4 separate regions of the Mus musculus genome follow, and regions 2, 3 and 4 are each linked to region 1. The links are chromatin contacts, called in public Hi-C, HiChIP or PLAC-seq and promoter capture Hi-C maps. All regions are on one chromosome and are shown on one strand. Each heading gives the region's core, a stretch centred on a gene start, on an enhancer-like site or on the middle of the called end of the contact. The rest is flanking DNA. Distances are from core to core; before and after follow the strand shown. Region 1 holds the start of Snrk (SNF related kinase). Region 2 holds the start of 1700048O20Rik (RIKEN cDNA 1700048O20 gene). Region 3 has its middle 8.2 kb from the start of Gm35398. Region 4 holds the start of Ackr2 (atypical chemokine receptor 2).

Region 1 (5,075 bases), core at 207-2,706:
TTAACCCAGCTTCATTATGTGACCTTGGGAATGTCATATAATTTCTTTCATCCCTAGGTCTGTAAAATGGGTCAATTTTACACTGACAGCCAGAAAAATTGCTATGTATTTGATGTTCTCTGAAAGAAACTTGTCTAATTAGTATGTTTAATTAACACACATACAGAATTGTCTTCAAGAACCCAATTCCAAGAGAAATATTTAACCAGACGCTGAAGACAGATTTCTCTGAAGGGAATGGTTTTATAAATCTGGAAAACACTGTAACAAGATTAGAAATTAACAAGTTGATTACATAATCCTTGACAACCTGGGCTTCAGACTGCACCGATACGAACTGTGATAAGTTAGGGATCAATTTGGGACAGTGTCCCAATCCCTACAAAGAATCCAAACTGAGCCTTTTGACCCTGGACAGGAATCTGTTGGAAACTCAGCAGAAAGAGCTGTACACCTGTAGGTCCATCGCTTACTTCACCTTAAACCTGACAAAACACTTCAAGCATCCAGGTGGTTTCACCAAGGCTCCTAAGACTTGGAGAATACGCTCATTTAAACGGAAGGGAAAGTAAGAAACCTGACAGCCCAGAGGCCCTACAGCCTCTGACTTCTACAGTCTTAGGAACCCCGGAGAGAAATTCCCCAATGCATACACGACCCGAACTCACAGCGAAGCTCCTAGGTTGTAGCTGACCCCACTGTTTAAGAACATCACAGCTGGAGGAAGCCTAAGCTTAAAGGGCTGCCACTCTCCTGGCTCCCGAGTCCAAGCAAAAGGCAACAAGGTGTTTGTTTTTATTGCAAATGGTTCGGAAAGAAATCAACAGGCGATGTCTACGGAAAAGAACAGCGTCTCCTAACGCGAAAAAATCCGAGCAGTCCCCGGGGAGCCGCACCGCTGCCCCTTCCGCAGCCGAGCGCCCTTCTCCGTAGACAACCGCGTCCCCGAGCTATCGTGAGGCGGCGGCCGCCCGGCTCTGCAGCGGGACTCGCGGCCCACGGGGAAACTGAGGCCCGTGGATCTCGCGTCGCCCGGGGCCCGCTGCGGGCGCGGCGCGGGGCCGCGTCGACTCCCGCGCTGCCGCAATCCCGCGGCGGCCGCAAGGGCAGGGCCGGGCCGGGCTGCGCGAAGCCCGCAGGCCGGGCGAGCTCGGGGCCGGGGTGGTGCCGCGGGCCGCGTCCTCTGCGCAGGGCACCCCGGGCCGAGCGCGCAACTTACTTTCCGCCTGCGGCGGCGCCAGCCCAGCCCCGCTAAGGCGGCCGCTGAGGAGAAGCGCAGACCCGGCCCACGCTCCCGCGCCGCGCTCGCCCTACCTCAGCCGGCAGGCGGGCATCCGTCCGCAGCGGCCGCGGCGTCGACAACTCCCTCCCGGCCGCCGGAACCCCGCACCCAGGGCTAATCATAATACCGAGCGGGCGGCCGGGGGTGCGGCCGCGCTGCGCAGGCGCGGGCCTTGCGTCATCGTGACGAAAGCGATGGGGTGGGGTCTTGTGTGAGGGCGGGGCCTTGGGTCGGGCGGGGCGGGGTTAACCCGGCGCACCTGCAGGCCAGCTCAGGGTCTACTGGAGGGCGTCCTGGCCCTGGCCTGAGCACATCCTACTCTGGAAAGAATAGAGATTATGCAGAAGGAAGCGCCAGGACGATGGACAGCGGCAGCAGGCATAGCAGCTAGAGCTATAGCTTTCAGGGGATATTGGAAGAGATCTTGGGGCTGAGGGCAAGGAGCACATGCGCTTTATCCATCAATGTTCACCCTATCTCCCATCTAGCTTGAAGCAATGAGAGACAACAAAATTAATATACATATGCACGTGCATATATATATATATATATATATATATATATATATATGTGTGTGTGTGTGTGTGTGTGTGTGTGTGTGTATCATATATACACAAGCATGCATACACATATGCACATATATATATATATACATACACATTTCTTTACTTTTTCTTCTCTCTGGGAATACATTTGAAGAATTCTGTTGCTTTTGTTACCACTAAAGCAGAAAGAAGCAAAGCCCAACACCTGAATGCAGGCTTGCCTCTAGAGTCAAAAGTCACTGGCCAGGCCAGGCAGCCTCTGAGAAACAACGTGGAGAAGTACACAGCAGGCACTAACTTGGCTGTTCATGGTTCTGTTCCAAGATGACTCAGAAAGGGATGTTAGTGGTGGCAGGACAAGAGGGAGGGAACTCCCAGCTCTATCTCCTGGAAGGATAATGAGCCATGGAGACTAGTCCTCTGGGGCTCCTGAAAAGAAGCCAGGTGCCAGGTTTCTCTCCCCTACTTTTCCTTCTGTGTTCCTGCATCCACAGAAGAAGAAAAAACACACACACACAAGCAGAATGAGCTTCTTACATGTCCAAGCCTGACTCAACTGACTGGACAAAAAAATCTAAATGGCTTTTGCCATCTCTGTTGGTCAGAAAATGGCAAGTCTTCTTCCTTCCTCCCTTCATTTATTTATTTGTTTATTTATTTATTTATTTATTTATACTACAACATCCACTTCGCATGCCTGAAGATGGCTGGGAAGCAGAATGACTGGGAAGGTGGTCTCGATCTTCTGCTGAAATGTGTGCTTAGACCTTCAATTATCCTAATGCTTTAGCCCTGGGTGGCAAAGTGCACATAGGAAAACCCCAGCATTGGCCTCTGCTCACGCAGGCCCCACCTGACTTAGGATCATGAAAGGACAGTGTCATTTGACGTGGAAATGTTTTCTTTTTCTTTCTTCATGTCTCTCTTTCTTATTTTTTTACATGTGTGTGTGTGTGTGTGTGTGTGTGTGTGTGTGTATGTTCAACATCCATGTAGAAGTCAACCTGTAGAAGAGAAAGCTCTGTCTCTTTGTCTGACACCACATGGGTCCTAGGGATGGAACTCGAATTAGCAATCGAGGCAGCAGGCACCCCCACCTGCTGAGCCATCTTAGAAGCTCTGCCAGGGAGATTCTAATTTAGACACACATTGAGCAACCGCTCCTAACTAGGTCTTGCACAATCTGCTCTTTTGCTGAAAGACCTTTGCCCTCTGGGAACTGTCACTAGTCAGGGACACTGTGGCCAATGAAGGAATAAAAGCATCACTTATAATGGTCTCCCAAGGGAAGTCCAGTAGCCAAGTTTGTACCCCGAAAGAACATTCATAACATAGGACAGTGGCTACAGCACATGAGCCCTTGAAATGGGGTTTATGTTGCTATTGTGTAACTCAGACTCTGACCAAATCAATACATTGAAGTGAGTCAAATTTATAAATTGATTTCAATGAAATATGCTTTGGTTATCTTCCTGAGATGAACAGGCAGTGCTATCAGCCATTTTCTTATCTATAGGGTTTCCCTCAAGGCTGGGGTGATGCTGGGAAGAAGATGACCCAATTTTAGCCCCACACCTTCAATGTGTTAGTTAACATGATATGATTATGCTTGAGCAATATTTTAAAATATTTAAACACAAATTAAGGTATTATTACTCTACTTGGCTTTTAATCAAATTTGCTTAGTTTAATGAAGAAACCCCCTTCTCAGATCTTCCCCAAGGCTTTCTTTAATACACACTGGTTTCTTAACATTGGGTCTTTTTATGGACCTGCAAGAAGTCTTAATTAGATACATGCTACAAAATGACAGGATGGAGCTTGCAGCCTTGTGTTACAGTCTCTGATTCAGATCTCAAAAGCAACAAAGTAGCAACTATTTAAAGAAGAAGTCCTTTATTGGATGAAAATCAGGAAGAGGCAACAAATTAGATCAAGATGTGAGAGCCAAGCAGATTAGTGAAGAATCATCATTTGCTTCTTGACCCTAGAAAGCAGTGTGTTTAACAAGCTCACCTTATCCAGGCATTATTATTTTTTTCATCAGTTACAAAAAAAAAAAAAAGTTAAAAAAAGACATTTTTAAAGCAACAGATAGTGATTATCCACTAAAGTGAATATTTGAGTTATGATTGATTTTTCTTTTATATTTTCAACTCTTCATTTGTACATTAACACACTTCTAAATTTTCTACTGCACGTAAAAATTCTGGGTTCCTTCCAGTTCACAGAAATACTTCTTCACTGGCATGGCCTTAAGAGTTCCTCAAAGGCTGCCTTCTTTACAGTCTGGCATCAGTTAATCCCACTTCTCTTATCACAGATATGAATTGATGCTGTGACCATGTGTGTGTGCATGCATGAATGTGTGCATGTGTGTATATGTGCATATGTGCATGTGTGTGCACATGCATGTATCATGTATGTGTATGTGTGTGTGTGTGTACACTCATGCACACTCATGTGTGTGCACATGTGTGGGTGAGTACCTGAGTATGTTGTGGATTAGTTTGGTGCTCCTATCTATTTAAATGCCAAATACTTCATTCCAAGACCTGGTTGCTCCAAGACAGTGCTTTTAACTGCAGAGCACTGTCTTAACCCCAAAGTGTCTCTAGCCCCAAAGTTTGTATACCTATGTATACCACCTTTTGCTGTATAAACCTTGCCCCTAAGTTATCTGTGTTTTGGTTAATAAAGATGCCCACAGCCTGTGAAAGGTAGGTGAGGCTTCAGTTCCAAGCTTGAGGTCTGAGGTAGGGACTATGAAAGAGAAGAAAGGGGAAGAAGAACTCACCATGGGGTAAATAGATCATGAGCACATGGCCATGAGGGTTAGCCTGTTGGAGAAAGAGCAGCTCAGGCAGAGCATGGCAAGTGATACCTTGGGATTATTGACAGGGAAGTAACAAAATAGCACAGAGGGTTGATATCTGCCCAACTCTAGTGCTTGAAGGCTTAATATAAATATAAAGGTTTTGTGTCTTTTATTTGGGAATGGAATGATCTAAGTTCTAATCTATTTATTATAGTATACACTAATAGTATAAAATTAGTATAATAGTATAAAAACAACACAACATGGTGTTGTCAAAATATACAAACTTTAGGACTAGAGAGATGGCTCTGCAGTTAAAAGCACTGACTGTTCTTCTAAAGGTCCTCAAGTCCCAGGAACCACATGGTGGCTCATAACCATCTTTAGTGGGATTTGATGCCCTCTTCCGGTCATCAAATGTGTCTAAAGA
Region 2 (4,525 bases), core at 1,546-4,045, 180 kb after region 1:
TTTGAAGGCATTTTCTTAATTGAGGCTCCCTCTTCTCAAATGACTTGAGTTTGTGTCGAGATGACATAAAATTATGCAGCACACATAGTATGCCCAAAGCCCTGCATTCAGTGCCCAGTCCAGTGTCAGGGGGAGGTGTGGGGAGGATATCATTGGCTGGAAAAATAGTCTAGTGAGTAAAATAGTTGTTTCACAAGCACGAACACATGAATTTAGATCCCTATCACCCACATAGAAGCTGGGGATGAGAGCAGGTATCTGCACCCCCAGTGTGGAGAGATGAGCAATCCCCATGGCTTTGGAAAGGGCACAAAGTAGAACAGCTTAAAGTATTAACATAAGTGATAGTCATATGAATGTATATATTTCAAAAAAGTGAGAGATACAGTTGAAACATGTGTGTCAGTTAAACCTCAGTGAGAAATTTATAAAATAAACAATAGATTAATGTAAATGTACTCATAGGTACAAGCTTGTATGTATATATGTACATATACATGTATGTGTGCATATTTGTATATATGTACATATATAGCATTGTAAACCCACACAGGTATGTACAGCTTACCTGAGGCTCTGCTTTTATGGTGATATCTTCCATGATCAAATCTTTCAGTTCTGTAGCAAATGCAGGCTTAGATTTTTCAGGACCTGAAGGTAAACAGAGAAACTATTAGTGACAACACTTGTCTTCTTCAGCATACAATCCTTGATTCATCCTGTTTTGAAGGCCCTGTGAAGTATTATTCGTCAGTTACTTCTTATCAGTAGCAATTCTAGTCTTAGCAAAAGTGAGATGGCAGGCACAATGGAGAAGAGGTTCATCCAGGAAATGTATAATGATAGCCTGTACTGTTAAAAGTATAATTTCAGTAATCCAGAGACAACAGCAAGGTACAGATACAAGAGGAATAAGTGTATACATAAAATCCAGTGAATACTGACAGACCTAAGAACCAGCCTAGCCCCTTGCTACTTAATAATAATTACTATCTTTTTTTGTAAAGCAAGTCAAACAATTTAAAGGTGGTTTATTAGGAATATTTTTATGTTTTCTGGCTAGAGATTGTGGTATATTTGTTCAATTTTATAACAGTAGCAGTGAGAAGGAAAACACTATCCTGTTAAAGAAATCTATGAACTTCACAATATGATTTCAAATATTCTAGTACAGGGAAGCAAAGCAGTCTCGTTTCTTAGTTATATTTTCTGCTCTGGGTAAATTCATCCTTTAATAATTAGAAAGTAAGCCTGCTGTCGTTCAGAGGAGTGGATGGGCGAGATTTGTGCTTGAAGATAATACCTGAGATGTGAACAACTGCCTGTGGCATGGATATCTAACAGATAAAAATATGAAGAGTATAAAGGACGGTACAAAGAGCTAAGTCAAGACATTTTTCATATAAACATCGAAAACTGTTAGATCCAACACACATTAGGTGCTTTCTTACAAATACCTTTTTGGGAATTAACATTAACACACTAATCAGCAGCACTAAGGTTTAAGTCATGGAAGACACCCTGACAAAAATGCCATGTCCTCCGCTGCCTTGTCCTACACTTCAGGTCCGCCTGCTTAAGGCCCACTGTGCCATTTTCCTGCACAATCTTCCTGCCTGCATCTCAAGCTGTTCTGCTCCAAGCCTCTTCCTCACCGACCCGGGTGTCACCCTCCCTGCCCAGCCTCATTGGGGCCTCCATGTCTCTCCCTGTAGTTAGGCTGTAGAAGCCTTTGACCCTCAGCGCCCTCTTCCCGCCCAGGCGTCGCGTCCACAGCGCCCTCTTTCCATTTCAGACCGCGCCCCTCTCTCCAGCACCCCGGTAGGCAAGCCTGGGGCCCAAGAGGACCACCTTCCCTCCCTCAGGTCCATGCCAACCAAGCCTTCCTCATGTTTCCTCACACTCACCTACGGAGGGATTCTAACGGCCTCTCACCATCCACGCTCTCAGGTTTTAAAGATTCCTGGCCCGGAAATACATCATCTCACCGACCGGCCAATCCTCTGTGAGTCTCTCTAGGAATCTTGGAGGACCCCATAATCTTGATCGCGCTGTGCGTGGTCTAGCGAGAGTCAGGCTTCTTGACAAAGCGACCTCGTCAGAGAGGAGGCAAGAGCAAGAAGAAAGGTTGTTTATTCCACTGAGCAGTGGGCAGTGGACCTGCCCAAGTGAACTTAGGAGCAGGAGGGCTGACTCCCTATTGAAGATGCTAAACATTTTCCCACCCTACATGGCTCACCCATACAAGGCTGCTTTTCTCTGTTTCTAACTGAAGTTCCTAAGCAGCGCTACAAACCCCTCAAAGCGGTGGCCCGCCCCTCCTTCCTGTCCCAGCCTACAAGATGCCCACAGGAGCTGTCAAAAATGACGTCTCCACAACACCTCTTCTGCCTGCAACTGACACAGGTGGCACATTTCCTTTCCCACCTCAGCAGGAGCTGTCTGGAAGAAGCAAGCACTCTGCAAATCAGTCCAAGTGGCAGCCAGCCCCTCCTTCCTGCTCCAACCTATAGCCAGTAAGATGCCCCTCCGGAACTGTCAAAGAATGGCAGCAAGAGGACATTTCCTCAGTCTGCAGGAGGCTCATCCCCTTTCCCGCCATCAGCAGGAGCTGTCCCTCAAGAGTTGTCTATGGTGGCAACACCTTTCTTGCCTCAGCCTACAGCCTTAGGAACTATCTATCCCACAGGAGCTGTCCACAGTGGCAGCACCTCCTCTCCACCTCCCCAGCAGTTCCACAGAGATGCTACCTCAACCAAAGCCACCTGCAGCCAGGAAGGACCTCTCATCCTAACCCATAGGTCTAATGCAGGGAAAAGGTGGTGGGGAAAAAAGCCACCAATCACTGAGCAGGAGAACCCACCAATCACTGAGCAGGAGAACCCACCAATCCCTGAGCAGGAGAACCCACCAATCCCTGAGCAGGAGAACCCACCAATCCCTGAGCTCCCCAAACTCAGGACTTGAAATCTCACCAATCCTCATCCGGGAAATCTCTGCTCTGAAAAGCTTTGCCTCCTAAGAAATTCTACATAAGCCCTGCCCTTTGTCCAATTCTCTGCTGTCTGCTTCTGGGAACAGAGGGCAGCCAGCCATGTCTGGATTCATCCCTCCTTACCCTGAATAAATCTCTTTCATGAGACTTTCCACCTATCGTGACTCTCTCATCAGGAAAAGCCAAGAAGCAATAAAAAGATGGAACCGAGTGAGAAAGTGGAGCAGGGCTACCTTCCCCTGGGAGCTACAATGCCTCTGCTGAGGAGGCTTCCTATCGGCCGTGTCTCAGGGTTCCCTTCCACTGGGATACCTGACCCTTCCCCCTCAGAACTGTGCGGTTCCTGGGCTTCCAAGGCCCAGGTTTCCCTGCCATCTGGGCAGAACCACTTACAAGGACCTATAGGAGGAGTCAGAGGTGTGGAAGATCTGAATGTGGCTGGATTCATTTAGAAAGTATGGATGCCTTCCAAGAAACCTTGAGGGCCAGTTGAACAGAAGTCCAGGCTTGAACTAAGTGATCTCATTGTGTACCACAAAGACATTTAACATTAAAAAAAAAAAGTGGTGCAAAAAATTTGTAGACTTATTTAGACTGGGCTTCCCAGATGCAGACTCAAGCACCAGCAATGGGCGTGCTTGCCTGGCTCCTGCTGCCACCTCTGATATCTCCGAGAGGGGTTGAGCTTTATACTGTTCTATCTCTTACTCATGCTCAACTTTTCTTTGTTAGAGTAGAGATGCAGAGACAAGGGATAAGCAACTCCACAGAGCACCTGCCCTCCCCCCACCCCTCACTTATAGACCTGTGTCTACAGGTCAGGAAAGAGGTAATGTGAGGCTCTAGAGATGAGAAAATGAGGTTAGCCATTTCTAGGAGAGCTGAGCTTGCAGTGAGGCCACTGTTTGCGGAGCAGGGTATTTCAGCTGGCAGGTGGTAAGAATCAGGGCATCAGCTAAGGTGTGGCACATGGGGACAAGATGTCACTAAATGTGACTTGGTGCCACTAGAGCTGATATTTTCTGCCGTTTGTTTTGTGATGGGTTGGGAGAGCAATGGGGCCAGACTTCAGGCATAGATTTCAGAGGGCTGCTTTGGGCTGAATTGGGATGTTGCCATGGAACAGATTTTGGAATTAGAGATTTTGGAGGAGCCAGATGTTGTTGCCATGACTTTTGGTGGTGTCCTGAATCAAGGGGTTCAGTCTGAAGAGGACAAAGGGCTTAGATAGCCCATATCTCATTTATTATTTTATGTGTACGGGTGTTTTACCTGCATGTCTGTGCACCGTGTGCATGTAGTGCCCACAAAGGCCAGAAAAGAATATTAGGTCCTTTGGAATGGAGTTACAGGTGGTTGTTAGATGCCATGTGGGTACGGGAAACCAAAACTCAGTCCTCTGAAAAAGCACCGAGTTCTGTTAACTGCTGCTCCAACCCCTGGGTTAGTTTAAACCACAGGTTCAGGTGCTGGAGAGATGACTTGGTAGTTAAGAGCACTTGCTGCTCTTGCAGAGGAACAGAGTTCAGT
Region 3 (4,446 bases), core at 524-3,023, 220 kb before region 1:
GAGGGTTTGGCTTGCTCTTGTTTAAGACCCCAGGGTACATCGTCAAGTTATTCTTAAGTTTGGATTCGTGATCATATCCCAGAATTCCTGGAAGTTGTGGTCATGCCTGTGGTTAGTGTTTGTTTTTCCCTCATCCTTCTCCCCTCACACTCTTCCTTCTGTTTGTCTAAAGATGTTTTCTACCATCTCTTAAAATTTTTCATTCAAACATTTGTACTTTTTTCCTCTTCAAAATCTTAATTTTCTTACTGACTTTTTTGTTTGTTTGTTTATTTGTTTGTTTTGTTTTTTGAGACAGGGTTTCTCTTTATAGCCCTAGCTGTCCTGGAACTCACTTTATAGACCAGGCTGGCCTCGAACTCAGAAATCCACCTGCCTCTGCCTCCCGAGTGCTGGGATTAAAGGAGTGCACCACCATGCCTGGCTTCTTACTGACTTTCTTATTCATGTTTTAGACTGTCTTCGTGTCCTGAGTTTACTTACTTCATTTATATTCTTATTTGTATCCTCCTTGAAAGCATTGGTAGTTTTACAAATAAAATTTTAAATTGCTCTTCTGGCATCTTATCCATTTCAGTGTTTTGAACTTAGAAATTTAGAAGTTAAAAATTATTAATATAAATTAGAAGTTTAAACTATTATTAATTAAAATTATTAATTCAAAGTTTTAAAATATTATAAATTAAAATTATTACTATTATTTAAAACTAAAGTCATGCTTCCTTGATATTTTCTTTTCTTTCTTTCTTTTTTTTTCCTTGTTGGTTTTTGGGACAGTGTTTCTCAATTTAGTCCTAGTTGAACTAGAGCTTACTCTGATGATCTGGCTGGTCTCAAACTCACAGGGATTCTACCTCCCAAGTGCTGACATTAAAGGCACATGCCCCATACCCATTTTCTTATGTGTCTGTGCATTTGTTGGCTTGATTTCCATTCAGGTCTATTTGGGAATTTTTCTTAGGTATCAGGACTATTAGCTCAGTCCCTAAGACCTCTCAGATAGGAAAACCAGAGTTATTATATCTGAGTTCTACCCTTGGAATTATATCTGAGTTCTACCCTTGGAACCCATGGTAGAAGGAGAAAACTGACTCCTGAAAGCTGGTGCCTGACCGACCACCACACTCATGTGAACCATGATATGCACATGCCCATGCTCTGGCACAACACACGCCACCACCACAACTGCTGCCGCCGCCACCACAAACAACAGTGAACTGATGAAATTTGGTTTTTGGAAAATAGTAATACAATTGGATCCTGCTATGTGGACGTGTGGGGCCTCATTTGCAGTCCTGGATTTGTCTGTCTTACAGTCTGTGCTGCTGCAGAGCCTGGGCTGAAAGAGCATCAGTTATCCTCCAGAGCCGCCCTCATTTTAGTAGTTTCTCCACTTTGAGTGTGAGGGACCATTGCCAGCCAGCATTAGTTTTGCAGTTTGTGGGCTAGGCAGATCCTCCTACCCTTCCAAGATCCTCCCATGTGTATATCCACGGTTGCTAATATTCTAACTTGAAGGCAGGCAGGCCTGGGAGAAGGAGAAGCAACCACTGGGTTGAGATCTGTCTGAGCCTGCTGAACATTAAACACCCTGTTAGAGGGAGGGACACAGTTGTGCAAACCAAGTATCTTCTGGATCTTGGGAGCTTTCGTCTCCACGGCAGTGAACTTGAGGACAGACAGGCAAGTCCAGTAAGTACATCGGCCGGTCTCAGCTCATGGATCAAAGTCCAAAGCTATTCTCAAGTGATGAAATCAACCTCAAGCCACCCCTGCCTATGTCACTGCCTGAGCAGAGCCTGCTGCCAAGGTGTACTGCTCTCCTGCAACGGGCTCTCCCCAGGGGATGTGTGAAGGCTGCCTGCCCTCGGGCTCCTGACATCTGTGACTGTTCCTGCTCCTAGGCCCTCGGGGTAGCTAGGTTTTAAACAAAAGATTCCCACACAGATGACACTGCCTCTGAGTCATCCTTGGAGCAAAATAGAGCTCCCCCCTGCTGACCCACCCACCAGAAGCGCCTCTGCCCGCCCACGGGGAGCCACTGGCTAGAGCCCTGTGCAGCTTCCTTCTTTTACTATGTTCTGTTTCTCTTCACTCTCTGCTGAACATTAATTCTGCTTTATATTCCCTTTACAGTGGCATGTTCTCTCGATAGATAGATAGATAGATAGATAGATAGATAGATAGATAGATAGATAGACAGAGCCTGACTCATCCTTTATTACACAGTGTGAAGACAGCTTCTCACCCTTCATATTAAACAGAAGTCACAATCTAAAGTCTTTTTATTATATGTGTGTGTATAGTTTTGTTTATGTGAGTGTTTTGCCTGAGTGTGTGTCTGTGTACCACAGGCATGCATTGCCAGTTGAGGCTTGAAGAGGGTGATGGATCCCAAGGAACAAGAGTTACAGATGGTTACAAACCACCATGAGGATTCTGGGAAGCCAAATCTAGTGCTGCCGCACTGCAAACCTGGGAATTTATTATAGACTGGTTCTGAGGAAAAATGGAGGTCACTTCTCAGTCTCCAGTCAACATCCCACAGACCATTTTTTAAGGCAGCAAAACCATTCTGTATGATTCTACAGATCAAATGTACAGGACCAAAGTGAATCTTCAGGTAACACACAGACTTCAGAAAGAGCCAGCGAGCCTCTCAGCCACTCCCAATCTTCCCTGCACTCTCAGGCATCAGCAGTGCTGTGGTAGCACAAATGAGGGACAGGTTATGTAAGAACTTCCTGTTTGCCTCTGCTTGCCAACCTGACTGGATTTAGAGTCCAGATCACTCTGTTTTCAGAGTGGTTTGACAGAGAAGACCTTCCCTGAGTGCAAATAGCACTGTTTCTTGGATAAGGGTCTCAAATTGAATAAAAAGGGGTAAAGGGTGTGGTGTTGTGGTGCATCCCTTTAATCCCGGCACTCAGGAGGCACAGTTAGATGGGTGTCTGTGAGTTTAAAGCCAGCCTGGTCTACATAGCAAGTTCTAGGCCAGCCAGAGCTAAATAGTGTAACCCTATGTGTTCAAGGTGTGTTTGTGTGTGGGTGTGTACAGATGTAGGGAATCATGAATTAGATCAGACCAACTTCATGATTTCCTGCATCTGTACACCTGCAACTCCAGCCCCTCAGAAGACTGAGGCAGAAGGACTGTAAGTGTGAGACCTGCCTGAGATGCAGAGCAAGTCCTGGGTTAGCCTGAGCTATATAGCAAGTGTGGGCGTGTGCGTGTGTGTGTGCACGTGTGTGTGTGTGTGTGTGTGTGTGTGTGTGTGTGTGTGTGTGTGTGTGAGTGAAAACAAGAGGGGTTGGGGAGCTCGGTAGTTAAGAATGCATAAGGCTCTTTAGAGGACCTGACTTAACACCTATGTCAGATCATAATTGCTTGCAACTTCAGGTCCAGGGCATCTGATAGCTCCAGCCTCTGCAAGCACCCACACTTGCACTTATCCACTTACAAACATACACACACATATGTGATTAGAAAATAAATCTATAACAGCAACAGAAATAAAAACAAGCTAGCTAGCCGGGCAGTGGTGGCACATGCCTTTAATCCCAGCACTCGAGAGGCCGAGATAGGCGGATTTCTGAATTCGAGGCCAGCCTGGTCTACAAAGTGAGTTCCAGGATAGCCAAAGGCTATACAGAGAAACCCTGTCTCGGAAAAAAGCAAAAACAAAAAACATGCTAGCTGTCATTATTTACATTTGCAATTCCAGCAATCAGGAGCCTGAGAGGAAGCTGAACAATAGGAAGGCAATTCTCAGCCCAGACACACCTTCAACTACCACCACCACAAATACATTCAGTTTGCATGTATGTGCAAATGCATTTGCATGTGCACACAAGCAAACTGAGTTTTACAAAGAATCAGGTCACATATATGTAATTTTAACCATTTCAACAGTTTTCAGAAAACTGATACAGGTTTAGCCAGTTCAGCTCTTAGACATAGATGGAGCTGCCAGATGCTCACCACAGTACAGTTCCCTTCTCCGCTTTCTGAAATCATCTCAGCCGTTTAGCTTTTATTCAAGGGGAGAGAAGTGGAGAGACATTAAATGTTCTCTTTTGCATTTCTCTTTCTCTCTTTAATGTTTGAAATATGGCTTGAATTCCAAAGCCAAAGTTTGCACTTTGGGAGGCATACAAATCAGGGTTTAAATTCAAGTGCCTAAATGTATGACAGAAATATGGTGGTATTTTAAATATGAGCCTTCCTTAACATGTAAACTTCTTAAACCCACATTCATATCCTTACTGTCATGTGTGATTCTCATTCCCAAACAAATTCCTACCCAGTGCTGCGAGCTTGGCACAGTGGGGGCATGCCTATCATCCCAACACTCAAGGAGTGGAGGCAGAGAGGGGATAGATAGGGCACTCACAGTCATCCCCTACTACTTCATGAGTTTCAGGCCAGCTTGGATTGTGTGGGGC
Region 4 (5,126 bases), core at 1,020-3,519, 220 kb after region 1:
GGCGAGACAACACCAGAGGGGCACTGGTGGCCACATGTCCGACAGCCTCGGCTGCAGGTGTGTGTTGTCAAACCACCTCCATCCTCAGAACCAGACAGGAAGAGACTCCACCTCTGCAACAGGGGTTCTGGTTTCTTCACAGCCATGCTGGTGTCTGTCTGTCTGTCCACTGAGTTAAGGACTCTTCCAATAACCTCCTTACCCCACCACCACCACCACACCCTCAATGTCCCCTTAAGAAGAGCTTCACAGTAAGCCTGGATGTGCAAGGTCTACTCATACAGATTTAGAGGAAGTCTAGCTGAGAACAGTAACCCATCTCGGTAAGTCTCCATGGGGCTAGGTACTCCCCAAGGCAGTGAGGCAAGAGGTGGTGTTCCAGTTTCACAGGGCATGCAGGACCATGGCGCATCTCAGACAGAGCCACTTGGGGCTCTGGTCTCCATGCCTGGATCATGGGCTATCCTCTTAACTTTGTTAGTTGAAGCAAAGTCTCCCTCACTCGCAGTGCGAGCTGGCCACACTTGCTGTCCTCCCGTTTCTGTATCCCAGCACTGGCACTACAGGTGTGCACAATGCCAAGCTCTCCTCTTTTAGCATGTTCTTCTTCTTTTTTATTTTATGTAACTGAATATTTTGCCTGGTTTGACGGATGTGTACCACATGTGTGCCTGATGGCCACAGAGGCCATAAGAGGGTGTCAGATCCTCTGGAACTATAGTTACAGACAGTAGTAAGCTACCATTTGAGTTCCAGGAACTGAACCTGGGACGTCCAGAAGTGCCTTTAACCACTAAGCCATCTCCCTCTCCAGCCTCAAAATGTTAAGTGGGTTCTGGACCAGTGAAAGACCCTGTCTCAAAAAAAAAAAAAAAAAAGCCTAAAAAAAATGACACCGAGGTTGACCTCTGACCTCCACAAGCACACGCATACACAAATAAATAAAAGTAAAATGTCCAGTGTAGAATGTACTATATAGACACAAGAAAAGTTGGAGATGATGCTAAGTCCATAGTCCTCTCTGTTCGTGCCCAGAGCCCCGTCTGCAGCCACAGTTGGTCCTCAGCGTGATAGGACCTCTCCACCCACCCACACTCCCTGAGTCTGAATTCCTCAGGGGTTCCTGGCTTCATTGAAATGCCTGGTGCTGATAACCTCCCAGGGAGCAGCCATGATCCCAGCACAACCCTCCACATGGGAGAGCAGGCACTCGCAGGGTTTCCAGCCTCTTCCCTGTTTTTGTTTGTTTGTTTGCTTTGTTTTGTTTTGTTTTTTAAACCTCCTCCTTGCCATTTTCCTGAGTTTAAAACGAATCACCTTTATCATCCCTAGAGATAGAAAACGACTAAAGCACTTTCCCAGATGGCTACCCACTCCTCTGAGCCATAGGTTTCTCACCTGGAAAAGACCTTGCCTGGGACTGCTGAGCCATACAAGCCTCTCACCTTCTGTTCAAACCTAAGCTTCATGTCAGGACCCCAAAGATGAACTGGGGAGTGAGTCACTGGACCCCTTTACTCTGCCCCTTCCAGTGTAGCCACATTTGAATAAATCTATCTCTGCTTTTTACTCCTGCCTTCCTACCTGCCATACCGGGAAATGGAGTCTGAGCCTGGCTTAGTAGGACTGTCAAAACCCAGTTTTTTTGCCTCTAATTCCAGCAAGAAGACAGAGTGAGCTGGGCTGTGGTGGCACACGCCTTTAATCCTAGCACTTGGGAGGCAGAGGCAGGCAGATTTCGGAGTTTGAGGACAGCCTGGTCTACAAAGTAAGTTCCAAAACAGCTAGGGTTATTCAGAGAAACCCTTTCTCAAAAAACCAAAAAATAAAAAAGAAAGAAAGAAAGAAAAGAAGGAGGAGGAGGAGGAGGAGGAGAAGGAGAAGGAGAAGGCAACGACGATGACGACGATGATGACAGAGTGAATCGCAGCCCTGGGTGAGAGGCCATGGACCCTATCTGACCCTTGGAATTCACAATGCAGGGTCCCAAAGAAGGGGAGGGGGCTCTCCCTGGAGAGGAAATCGCTCCATGCCTCCCTCTCCCAGTACCCAGGTCCTGGGTACCGGGACCACTGTAGACGCCGAGCAGCACCACCCTCCCCAAGGGCTGCCAGACCTACCAGAGCCAGACTGTTTGCCCCAGGACATCCGCCGGAGTCTGAGAGGGCCCAGTGGCTGTTGTCTCTTCTTCAGGGACGTGCAGAGTGAGCAGGAGTCTCAGGACACACATCCTGGTTTCCTGGGGTTGGGGAAGTCGCTCTTCCCTGGTAAGTCCTCCCATCCGCTGCACTGAGCCAAGCTCTAATGACTCCCACCCCAGGAAGGAGTGCCCCAAGAGCAGTCCAATAACCCTGGAAAGCACAGTCCTCTATGTCCCAGCAGTGAGCCAAGCAAGCTAACTCAACCTTGCAGCTTTCTGGACACCTAGCTGATCTTCTGCACTCTACCCAGCATTCACCTTTGTCTGTCTAGGCCCCCTCAGTGGGATTCCCCACTGTGCTGTGTCTGTGCACACGGGTCAGCAAAGTGGCAGCCTCGTCTCCCAGGCTCCCTGCCCTATCCTTCCTCTCCCTTCTTCCACCATCTCAAGGTGGCTCTGCCAGCTGTTTTGTTATCTGCTCCCTCAACCAACTGGGGAACTCGCCTGCAATGAATGAATGCATGCATGCATGCATGCATGGATGGATGGATGGATGGATGGATGGATGGACCAGTGTGGGTGGGTGTGCAATATGCTGCTGGCTGTACACTCAGCAGTCTTCGGCTGACTCCTCTCTCCTGTGGTCCAGGCCACCAAGCCATGTGTCAGTGCTCTGTTTGGCAAATGCTTTGCCTTCAAAGGAGCCATAATACCTGGTAGTGCCAGAATGACTGCCCTGCTGATCACTTGGAGCTTGCCATGCACCAAGCCCACACTCCACAGTTAACACCTTAGAAGTGACTGATGTCTTCGTTGGTTGGTTGATTGGTTGGTTGGTTGGTTGGTTGGTTGGTTGGTTGGTTAATCGTCCAGACAGTCTCACATAGCCAAAGCTGTCCTCCTGCTTCCAACTCATTAATACTGGGCATATGTGTGTGCCACCACACCATATTTATGTTCTTTTATAGAAAGAATATCACTTTGTAGTCCAGTGACCTCAGACTTGGTATGTAGCTCAGGCTGCCATTTGAATTTACCATCCACCTGCCCCTGAGGTTACAGGCCCATGTCAGCACTGGGCTTAGGGCGGCTTTGGTCCTTCAGACAAGAGAAGTGAACATGAACTTAGATATTTGTCTTTCTCTTGAGTCCACAGACTATCAGACTGGAGGGCAAGACCTGATGGGTTTTCTCTCAGACAGAGGAGGACCAGACCTTTCATGACGCTAAACACCAGTTATCAGAGAATAAGGCTCAGGGAGTGTTCCACAAGAGCCCAGAGCCTGCTTCCCTCCCAGGGATCAGCTAAAGTTCTAGGGCCTCACCCACCCCTCTCTTTGCTTATTTTAAACCTAATTTTAGAAGCAGCATCCATATATAGAAGTCAGCTAGCTTTCGCAAATGCTGGTGTCGCATAAACACAGCAAGAGAGCTAATGACTGTAAAAGAACACTGACCCAGACTATCACCTAACCAATACGTGTCACAGTTTGGATGTGGTTTGTACATGCCCCATATTATATTCTGCATATTTAGTCCCCAGGGCGGCTGTGGAAAGGAGAAGGAGGGACCTTAAGAAATAGGTCTCAGGGGAGGCAGTGACCTTAGAAGGCTTTGGTGCTGGAAGGTTTCAAGCATGGGCTGTTACTGAATCAGTTCAGTTGTCTGGGCTCTTGCTCCTGCTTCCTGCCTGGCCATCTGATAAGTTCTCAGTACTTTCATGCCATCTGCCTTGAAGCCGCTCACCAGAGTGGGTCAGATGCTGGCCCCACACACTTGAACCCTCTGAACACTAAGCTAAGTCAACTTATTTCCTTTTTAAAAAATAATGTGTGTATGTTTGTGTGTGTGTATGTGTGTATATGTGTATATATGTGTGTGTATGTGTGTGCATGTATATGTATGTATGTGTGTTTGTGTGTGATGTGTTTGTGTGTATATGTGTGTATGTATGTGTGTGTATGTGTGTATGTATGTGTGTGTATGTGTGTATGTATGTGTGTATATGTGTGTATGTTTGTATATAAGTATGTGTTTATGTGTGCATTTGTGTGTGTATATGTGTGTATGTATGGGTGTGTATGTGAGTATGTATGTGTGTATATGGGTGTGTTTGTATATGTGTTCATGTGTGTGTTTGTGTGTGTATGTGTGTATATGTGTGTCTGTATGTGTATTGTGTGTTTGTATGTGTATGTGTGTGTATGTGCATGTGCATGTGCATATGTGTATGTGTGCAGGTGAGGTCAGAGGACAACTTGTGAGACTGTTTTCTCCTTCCACCATGTGGGTTCCAGAGGTCAGAATCAAGCTGTCAGGCTTGGTGGCAAGCACCCTTACCCACTGAGCTTTCCCACTGGCCATCAACCTCTTTCTTGATAAAGTATTAGCCACTGGTATTTTGTTAGCACAACATGAAATGGACTAATGAACGTATTTGATTCCAGTTTCACCAACTGTCTACTGATGGCTGAGGATCTAAACCAGGATCCCATGTGACCTTTCTTGAGTTTCCTTAGTCCCTCCATCCTAGAACACTACCATGGTCTTGCTTTGTCTTGTCTAGCCTTGGTGGTTTTAAAGAATACTGGCCAGGTCATCTGTAGAATTTTATGTTCCCACAATGGCTTAGAAGCAGAGTAGGTTCTCCTCTTTTTGTGCAGATCATTATAGACTGGGTCTTTTTTTTTTTTTTTTTTTTTTTTTGCTTCTGTGACTGTCATAATTCATCTTGTTGGCCCAGCTGTCTCCACCCCTGTTTAAATATCTCAACACATCTGTATCCTGTCCAGCTGCATGGTGGCCGGAGGCTGTCATCTGGCCTGCGTGTCCCTCCCCAGCTGTGGAACCTCAAAAGACACACTCTCTGGAGTGTAGCAAAGGTGGCTGGGGACGTTCACAGCTCTGCATGGGCAGCCAAGTTTCCATAGAACTCACCAAAGCTTCTTCCCAGCAAGGTTGGCCTTTCCCCGAAATGGGTGGGCTA

The links. Promoter capture Hi-C pulls out the DNA fragments that hold promoters and counts their contacts. A called contact is a pair of places that touch in the nucleus more often than the background predicts. HiChIP or PLAC-seq counts read pairs in DNA pulled down with a chosen protein or histone mark.
Region 2: an H3K4me3 HiChIP or PLAC-seq map of the SCID.adh cell line shows a contact between it and region 1, with 10 read pairs. The contact joins the promoter of 1700048O20Rik here to the promoter of Snrk in region 1. A contact is called at or near these places in 2 of 39 promoter capture datasets (hippocampal neurons and neural stem cells), 3 of 484 Hi-C or Micro-C datasets (cortical neurons, liver and neural progenitor cells), 2 of 115 datasets of contacts at active chromatin or transcription factors (the SCID.adh cell line and memory CD8 T cells) and 2 of 9 other capture datasets (adipose tissue and pancreatic islet).
Region 3: a contact with region 1 is called in a Hi-C map of muscle stem cells, with 3 times the contacts expected there. The contact joins the enhancer-like site here to the promoter of Snrk in region 1. A contact is called at or near these places in 4 of 39 promoter capture datasets (liver, maxillary cranial neural crest, neutrophils and 1 more), 1 of 484 Hi-C or Micro-C datasets (muscle stem cells) and 2 of 115 datasets of contacts at active chromatin or transcription factors (bone marrow-derived macrophages and pancreatic cancer cells).
Region 4: a contact with region 1 is called in a promoter capture Hi-C map of liver, with 4 times the contacts expected there. The contact joins the promoter of Ackr2 here to the promoter of Snrk in region 1. A contact is called at or near these places in 4 of 39 promoter capture datasets (hippocampal neurons, liver and trophoblast stem cells), 1 of 484 Hi-C or Micro-C datasets (liver) and 2 of 9 other capture datasets (adipose tissue and pancreatic islet).

The regions. Positions count from the first base shown.
Region 1 is chr9:122,113,647-122,118,721 of GRCm38.p6, reverse strand. Snrk (SNF related kinase) reads right to left here and starts at 1,456. Exons shown (of 8, transcript NM_001357775.1): 1 at 1,315-1,456.
Region 2 is chr9:121,935,545-121,940,069 of GRCm38.p6, reverse strand. It overlaps 1700048O20Rik (RIKEN cDNA 1700048O20 gene), which reads right to left and starts at 2,795. Exons shown (of 5, transcript NR_033553.1): 1 at 2,751-2,795; 2 at 1,908-2,094; 3 at 569-651.
Region 3 is chr9:122,335,153-122,339,598 of GRCm38.p6, reverse strand. No RefSeq gene overlaps it. Among named protein-coding and RNA genes, the nearest start is that of Gm35398, 8.2 kb to the left of the region's middle. Within about 2 kb of position 1,773, at least 83 of the 459 cell types and tissues checked have an H3K27ac peak or open chromatin away from gene starts, as enhancers often do. A contact at or near this core is called in bone marrow-derived macrophages, liver, muscle stem cells and 1 more, where this site is marked.
Region 4 is chr9:121,895,498-121,900,623 of GRCm38.p6, reverse strand. Ackr2 (atypical chemokine receptor 2) reads right to left here and starts at 2,269. Exons shown (of 4, transcript NM_001276719.1): 1 at 2,121-2,269.